2 separate regions of the Mus musculus genome follow, and region 2 is linked to region 1. A link is a contact called in public Hi-C data. All regions are on one chromosome and are shown on one strand. Each heading gives the region's core, a stretch centred on a gene start, on an enhancer-like site or on the middle of the called end of the contact. The rest is flanking DNA. Distances are from core to core; before and after follow the strand shown. Region 1 overlaps Cmtm8 (CKLF-like MARVEL transmembrane domain containing 8). Region 2 has its middle 36 kb from the start of Gm26962.

Region 1 (3,481 bases), core at 404-2,903:
GGAAGAGGTTGGAGAGTGGTGGAGGAAGACCCCCAACTGGCCTCTGCATTTGGTGTGCACACAGATGAGCCAGTATTAATGCGTGTCACACATTGCATGGTTCTGTTAATATGAAATATTGTTATTATATTGTATTGGTTCATTGTCGTGTGTTGTTTGAAATTACTGAAAAGCTGGCCCAGGGAAGTGCTGTTGCCCCACCACCCAGTTTTAGACTCAAGCATGTTTGTCTTTAAAGTGTCCGCCGAGGTCTGGAGTTGCCCTTCTCCCGACTCTGTAACAGGGAAAGAAGAACAGCAAAGCAGCCTGGGAGTAAAATCATTACACACTTGGGAACGGGAGAAAGGGGAGCCATTTGCAACCAAAGTTACTATGTTTATCCCATGACATCAAAGTGCCTGATTCTAGGATAGGAAATAGAAGCTGTTCAGGTCAGCCAGGGAAGGTCAGCTACAGAGAGGAGGCTCAGTCCAGAACTCCAGCCCAAGCCTCAACTCTCCCAGCGGGTTTCTGCTGGATATTGTAAGCCTCTGAATTGATGGCATCAGCTCTCTGCTGCTCTTTGTTCTATTACCTGAACCCTCCCCGGAGAGACCCTCTGCTCTGCCCAGGCTTCTAACAGGTACCCCAGTTGACTTTTTAAAAAGTATTTTTATCTTAATGTGTTTGTATCTAGTATATGTCCACGCACCATGTATGTGCATGGGTCCTCGAGGTCAGAAAGAAGTGTCAGAGTTATTGATGGTTGTGAGCCAACATGGGAATGCTGAGCCATCTCTCCAGCCCCCAGCTGGCTGTCTTAAAGGTGTTTGGTCAGTCCATTTCTGATGGATATTCGTAAGCCCCTGATTTGGTGATGTTACCTTCCTGTCTGTCCATCCATCTATGTATCAATATTTATTCTTTTATTTTTACTTGCTATATACACAATCAGTTCAGTCATTCAAACACAAAAACCCATCTACCACACAGTCCATTCTTCAGATCACACAGCACAGAGAGATCATAAAGACTACTAAAGAGTTGGAGAGATGGCTCAGCGGTTAACAACACTGACTGCTCTTCCAGAGGTCCTGAGTTCAATTCCCAGCAAGCACACAGTGGCTCACAAACATCTGTGATGGGATCTGACAGCCTCTTCTGGTGTGTCTGAAGACAGCTGTAATGTACTCATATACATAAAATAAATAAATCGTTTTTTATTTTTGTTTTTTTCGAGACAGGGTTTCTCTGTGTAGCCCTGGCTGTCCTGGAACTCACTCTGTGGACCAGGCTGGCCTTGAACTCAGAAATCCACTTGCCTCTGCCTCCCACCACACTTGGTAGAAAAAAAAAAACTATTAAAAGGACTTTATTTGACGCCGGGCATGGTGGCGCATGCCTTTAATCCAAGCACTTGGGAGCGACCATCCCTGACGCTGCGATCTGCTTCCAGTCCCTCATTTGGGATGACAGCTGTTCTGCGGCAGATACCATCCGCCCCACTCCACCCCTTGTTTGACATGTGAAGCGTTGGTGTACTTCTTGGTTCAGTGCCAAGGGTTTTCCCTTCCTGGATTTTTCCCATGTGGGTGATTGCTTCGCTCTCCACAAACGGTGCTGGTATTAGCTCATGACGGGTCCTTCTATTGACATGACTCAACAAGCGGAGATTAAAAATAACACTCGGGTCGGGGTTATTTCATGCTGCTGAAACAGCTGGATCAGCATAGTTCCCAGGGAAACAAGAGGCACTGTTCAAACAACCTCAGGACCTGGAAGAGGGTCACATGGCAGCTTGTGTGAATAGAGAAGCCTTCCCACATGGCGGGAAGACTGCGTGGGGAGGAAATGCGGACGCACAACACACAGAGAGTGCATGTGTTGCGCATGCGTACACTGCGTATGTAAATGATGACTGCAGGTACACTTGGGGGTTGAGTCCATTGGTGGAAATGACTCCTTACAGCCTCGTGTTCGGGAAGGAGGTGAGCCCAGAGGCATGTTCTGCTAAGAAGCAGTGTTCCCTCCCTGGTGGAGAGTCCCTATCATGTCACCAAGTCCCACTTGACATGAAGGGAAGCTTGACCTGCTGCCTGCTACACTGCTTTGCGCATGAGCTAATGTCAACCCTCAGAGGCAGGGGAGAGCTCATGACACAGTCTGTCCTGTGTCCTGTGGGTCCTGTCTGAGGAAGAATGTACTGGCTTCAGTGCTGCTATAGGTGGCTTGTGTGTCCCTTTACCTGTATGCTGGAGGCTTGGTCCCACAGTGGCTTGGGTGGGAAGCAATGTAAGGAGGTGGGGCTTGATGGGACCTTGGGCCATCACAGGTGTGCTTTTTTATTTTAATTACACTTATTTTTTGTTTATTTATGGTGTGGAGGCACACAAGCGAAGGTCCGAGGACAACTGGGTTGGTTGGGTTCCTCCTTCCACTCCGAGAACCTGAGTCCCATTCCCATGAGATAGAAGAAAATCGACTCCCATAAGCTGTCTTCTGATCTCCACAGACATGTGCATACACACACCTGGAGACATATGTACACACACATACACACTAAATAAATAAGCAAATCTTTTTTAATAGTTAGAGGATGGAAATATTTAATGAGTAGAAGAAATCTCTCTCTCTCTTTTTAAAGGTTATTTATTGTATGTACGTGAGTACACTGTCCTTGTCTTCAGACACACCAAAAGAGGGCATCAGATCCCATTACAGATGGTTGTGAGCCATCATGTGTTGCTGGGAATTGAACTCAGGACCTCTGGAAGAGCAGCCAGTGCTCTTAATCACCAAGCTATCTCTCCATCCCGAGAAGAAATCTTTTAACAAGTTTCACTTGTGCAAACTCTAGGCCTCAACGCTCCTCCTCTGGCCATAAAAATGTGACTGTCCTTGCAACTCAGGGAGGGAATCTCCCATAAAGGGCTTCTCCATCCTGTTTTCGGGAAGAAAAGACAGTGTTGAGGCGTTCTTTCTTGCGTCGGCTACTCTTCAGGGGTGTTCTTTAAACTTAGAATAATCCGTACACCAAAGTGGCACGTCGGGGGATTGCACAACTGTCTATGTGCTTAGCTCATTTGGCAGCAGGGTCTTCTCTCAACATTCACAGGGACGCTGATCTGTGACCACCCTGGTGGGTCATTATAGGCAGGTTTAAATTGAGAAGCAGACCAAAGAGTGCCTTGGAAATTTCAAAGATGAATAATAGATGCATTGTTATTGGCTGGCTTTGAAATCCACCCCAATCCTCTGTTCTTCAGTCAAAAACCACCTCCCCTGTTTCTAGAATAGAGGAGGGGACTTTAAAAAAAAAGGAAAAAAGTTAACAAGGCAAACACAGTAGGTATCTAAATGAACAAGGCGGTTTCTGCACTGGGTTACAGAGCTTTTCATCCAACGCATCACAGACCTCCTGGTGAGCGCATTGTCTCACAACAGGCATGAGCCGGAAGTCAGAGGCTGCCCGGGTTAAAAGGGGTTTGAAGCATATTTTTTT
Region 2 (3,481 bases), core at 407-2,906, 430 kb before region 1:
CAAAACCAGAGATGTGAGAGAGGCTGCCCAAGCCCTTTGGAACCCAGAAGATGAGTAAGTCCCAAGTGTCAGACACTGAGCTATTTATACAGTTGATTTGGGGTTTGCTTTAAGTTGATTGTTATTGCCCTGGTTCTCTTAAACTAAGTCTTTAACTTTTTTTTTAATACATAGAAACCCATAGTTAAAAGACTTAGAACTTTTTAAATATTTGAATTTAAGGACTTGGACTTTGACGTACAGGTCACACGACAACTTGAATCAGTACTATGTGTGTGCTGGGTCTCAAATTCAAGCTTGGCGGGCAGCACGCCCCTTTATCTGCTCAACAGCCTTGTCAGCCATGATATGACAAAATCCATAGATCTGTTTAAAAGTGAGCATGTTCTTAAGTTGTGTCTCCTACCTCCAGTACCTAGAGAGTCTGTTCTGTTGCATGGGCTTTCTCATGTAGGTTGTTATCTATGGTCTTATCTATGTAAAATGGGGGCTTTGCTGGTACAAGCATTCTATTAAGAACAGGGTGTGGTGGCACACGCCTTTAATCCCAGCACTCAGGAGGCAGAGGCAGGCGGATTTCTGAATTTGAGGCCAGCTTGGTTTACAGAGTGAGTTCCAGGACCAAAAAAAAGAAAAAGCAGCTGTATGGGTAAGTGTAGGCCGGGGCTCTGGTTTTACTTCGCAGGAGATTGTTTGAGAATCTGCTGGAGAAGTAGGGAAATTTCCCAAGGCAGAATCACCTGAACCCAGTTTAAGGACTAAACACACAATTCTGGCCCTGCTCTCATTGCTCCCAAGGTGAAGCTGTGCAAAGACTTCAGCCAGATACGTGAGTATACACATTTTTTTCTCATCCTGTAAAGGTATGAACATCTCTTTGGCCTCTTCCAATTTCCCAGGAAAATGGCCCCAAATGCTGGCTTTCTCTCAGAATATGTCTTTCCTCTGGTATACTGGCCTGTGTTCATCTTGCAATAGGATTCTTGTGTACAGATTTTCCAGCGATCTTTGCTGGGCTTTTGTGGTCTGTCCTCTAGGCTCCCGCTGTCAGAGGGAACTCTCACAACAAACTGTCCCTTTGGCTCTCAGAGCGCGTGTAGCACCTGCTTCTTACATCTCTTCTGCCGCCTCAGTTTAATGGACACTATCAAAGTTGTGTCCCTGAACACAACCACAATCTCAGAATCCTCCTTGGGAAGTATGACACATTCGGGGCCTGGTTTCTAGTTCTGAAAGCAACCTGGAAGCACTTGGGTTGGAATATCAGGTGTCTGCTGTGCTCAGATGGCTTTGGTAAAAGGCTGGGGACCAAACCAAAAACTGAAGGTATCCTGGGTAGCCAGAGCGACTAGCTGAGAGTAATGTGTACTTGGTGACCTCAGCTGTCCTTGCTGTTAAAAGCCACCATGACTCACCATGTGATCATCCTCCTCATATGACTCTCCGTTGGCAATGATTAGCCTGGATCAGAAACTCAGGCCTGTGGAGGCGGAGGGGAAAGTTTTAGAAAATGGCACTCTAGCCCTGTGAAGAAAAGCACAGTGACAAACATTGCAAAAGATGGGCGCTAACTGGAGTCAGTGACAGCCCTCTCTCCAAGGAAGATGCAAGTGGGATTCAGGGAAACCTAGCCACGGGCGAGCCTGCCAACTCCTGTAGCCTGGTTGTGTAACATCGCCCATCGCACTGGGTGTGTGCTGTAATGTGCTGATTTTTGCAGGACTCAATTAGTTTCACTTCATCAACTCAGCACCACTATTCACAGACTTGCTTCTTCCATTTAATTGGCTCAGTGTTGAAACTGACCAAAAAGTGATTTCTCTACTGATCCGGTTCTGTGTTCTTAAACTACCATATCCTGACACTGAAGCCTTAAGTCAGCTTGTGCAGATTGTGCCTCTGTTCAGTGGCCCACAGGCATGTCCTGGCATCTTGGCAAAACAAGGAATTGTCATCCCTCTGCCCTGAATCTGATGAAGGAACTTGTGAACCAAAGGAAGGCATATGGTAGATCATCATGAGACCTTAACAGAAGAAATCAAAATGGCAAATAAACAGAAACAAATGTAATATACACCAGGCTCACTAAGCATTGGAGAATGTCTAAAAATGGACTCTTATTGGTGGGTATTCAAATGGCTTGGCGTTAGTGTGATTTGAAGATACACATACCCTAGTTACAGTCAACATTCTTTGAAGTTGTCAAAAGAACACAAAATAGGGCTGAGAAGATGGCCTTGCATTTAAAAGACCTGCTACAGAAGCAGGAGAAGTGGGGTTCAGACCCCTAGAACCCATGTAAATGACATGTAGATGTAGCCACCGCCTGTTACCTCCAGTGGCTTTGGCTTCAGAAGTTCTGGGCTTGATTGAGAGAGCCTGCCCCAAAGCAGAATGCTGAGTGATGGAGGAAGAGTCCCAACATACAGCCCAGAGCTGCTACGTGGACATGCACACACACGTGCATACATGTGAAAAGAAAGAGGGGAATTGATAGTTGATGCTCACATAAAGGGAAAAAAGATGTTTCTTTAAAGAAAAATAATATCCAAAACATAATTGGCGTTAAGGAACCAAACAAGAATATGTATAGCGCATGCTGAAGGCCTGAGGCAGGTAAACCAGTATATATCATTTCAGGTTCTTGCAGCATCCACACAGTAAAAGGACCACTCACCTGAAGGGTGACAGTGCTCAGGGCAGAAGAGTAGGGAGGAGGGATGGGGACTGGGTGTGAACGGGACTCTTGGGAAGTGTGGAGAATATTCTGCTAGATGACTGTGATGTGTCAACATCATCCCACTGACAACTCTACCCTGCACCAAGAGCAAGGGAGGTGAGCCAGCCAATGGAACAGTCCAAGCCTTCCTCACTCCTGGAAACCAGTGCTGCTAGAGGATTCCTGACCAAAGTAGACTCTGGGAACGCTGACAAAAAACCCCAAAGGTCTACAGGGAGCAACAAGTGCCAGTCCAGGAAGCCATGTCCAGATGGTGGGAAATGGTACCCCACTTTTACTTACCCACCCCCACCCCCTGCAGTGCGGAGCAGAACAGAGCTCAGCTCCACTAATCTGTTTGGAGCTGCCTGGGGATCTAGGCTCCATCTTGCCTCTTACTCCCACGGGTAAGGCTGGGCAAGCTGTGGAAGGTGCAGGCAGTGCTCATGAGGCTGCCCCGGGGTTTGCCAGGACCAGATGTAAAGGGTGTGGAATTATGGGGAGGGTAATACAGCATCAACGATTCTAAGAACCTGGAGAGAAATTTTAGGGAATTTTAAGATTTACTCTGTGTGTCTGGGTGGTGATGCCCTTGCCCACAGAGGCCAGAAAGGGTATTGGGTGCCCTGGAGCTGAAGCTATTAGTGGTTATGGGCCACCTTCTGGGGTGCTGGGAACTGAGTTTGGGTTCTCTGCAGGAGCAGTAAGTGTGCTTACCCACTGGGTCATCTCTCCAGCCCCCCAAATCACATTTTAATAACA

The links. Hi-C and Micro-C count contacts between places; a contact is called where the count stands out from the background.
Region 2: a contact with region 1 is called in a Hi-C map of muscle stem cells, with 2.1 times the contacts expected there. The contact joins two enhancer-like sites. A contact is called at or near these places in 13 of 484 Hi-C or Micro-C datasets (the C10 cell line, the G1E-ER4 cell line, cerebellar granule neurons and 9 more).

What each region holds. Positions count from the first base shown.
Region 1 is chr9:114,803,568-114,807,048 of GRCm38.p6, reverse strand. The region is part of intron 1 of Cmtm8 (CKLF-like MARVEL transmembrane domain containing 8); the gene reads left to right. Among named protein-coding and RNA genes, the nearest start is that of Cmtm7, 23 kb to the right of the region's middle. Within about 2 kb of position 1,653, at least 47 of the 459 cell types and tissues checked have an H3K27ac peak or open chromatin away from gene starts, as enhancers often do. A contact at or near this core is called in muscle stem cells, where this site is marked.
Region 2 is chr9:115,234,631-115,238,111 of GRCm38.p6, reverse strand. No RefSeq gene overlaps it. Among named protein-coding and RNA genes, the nearest start is that of Gm26962, 36 kb to the right of the region's middle. Within about 2 kb of position 1,656, at least 75 of the 459 cell types and tissues checked have an H3K27ac peak or open chromatin away from gene starts, as enhancers often do. A contact at or near this core is called in muscle stem cells, where this site is marked.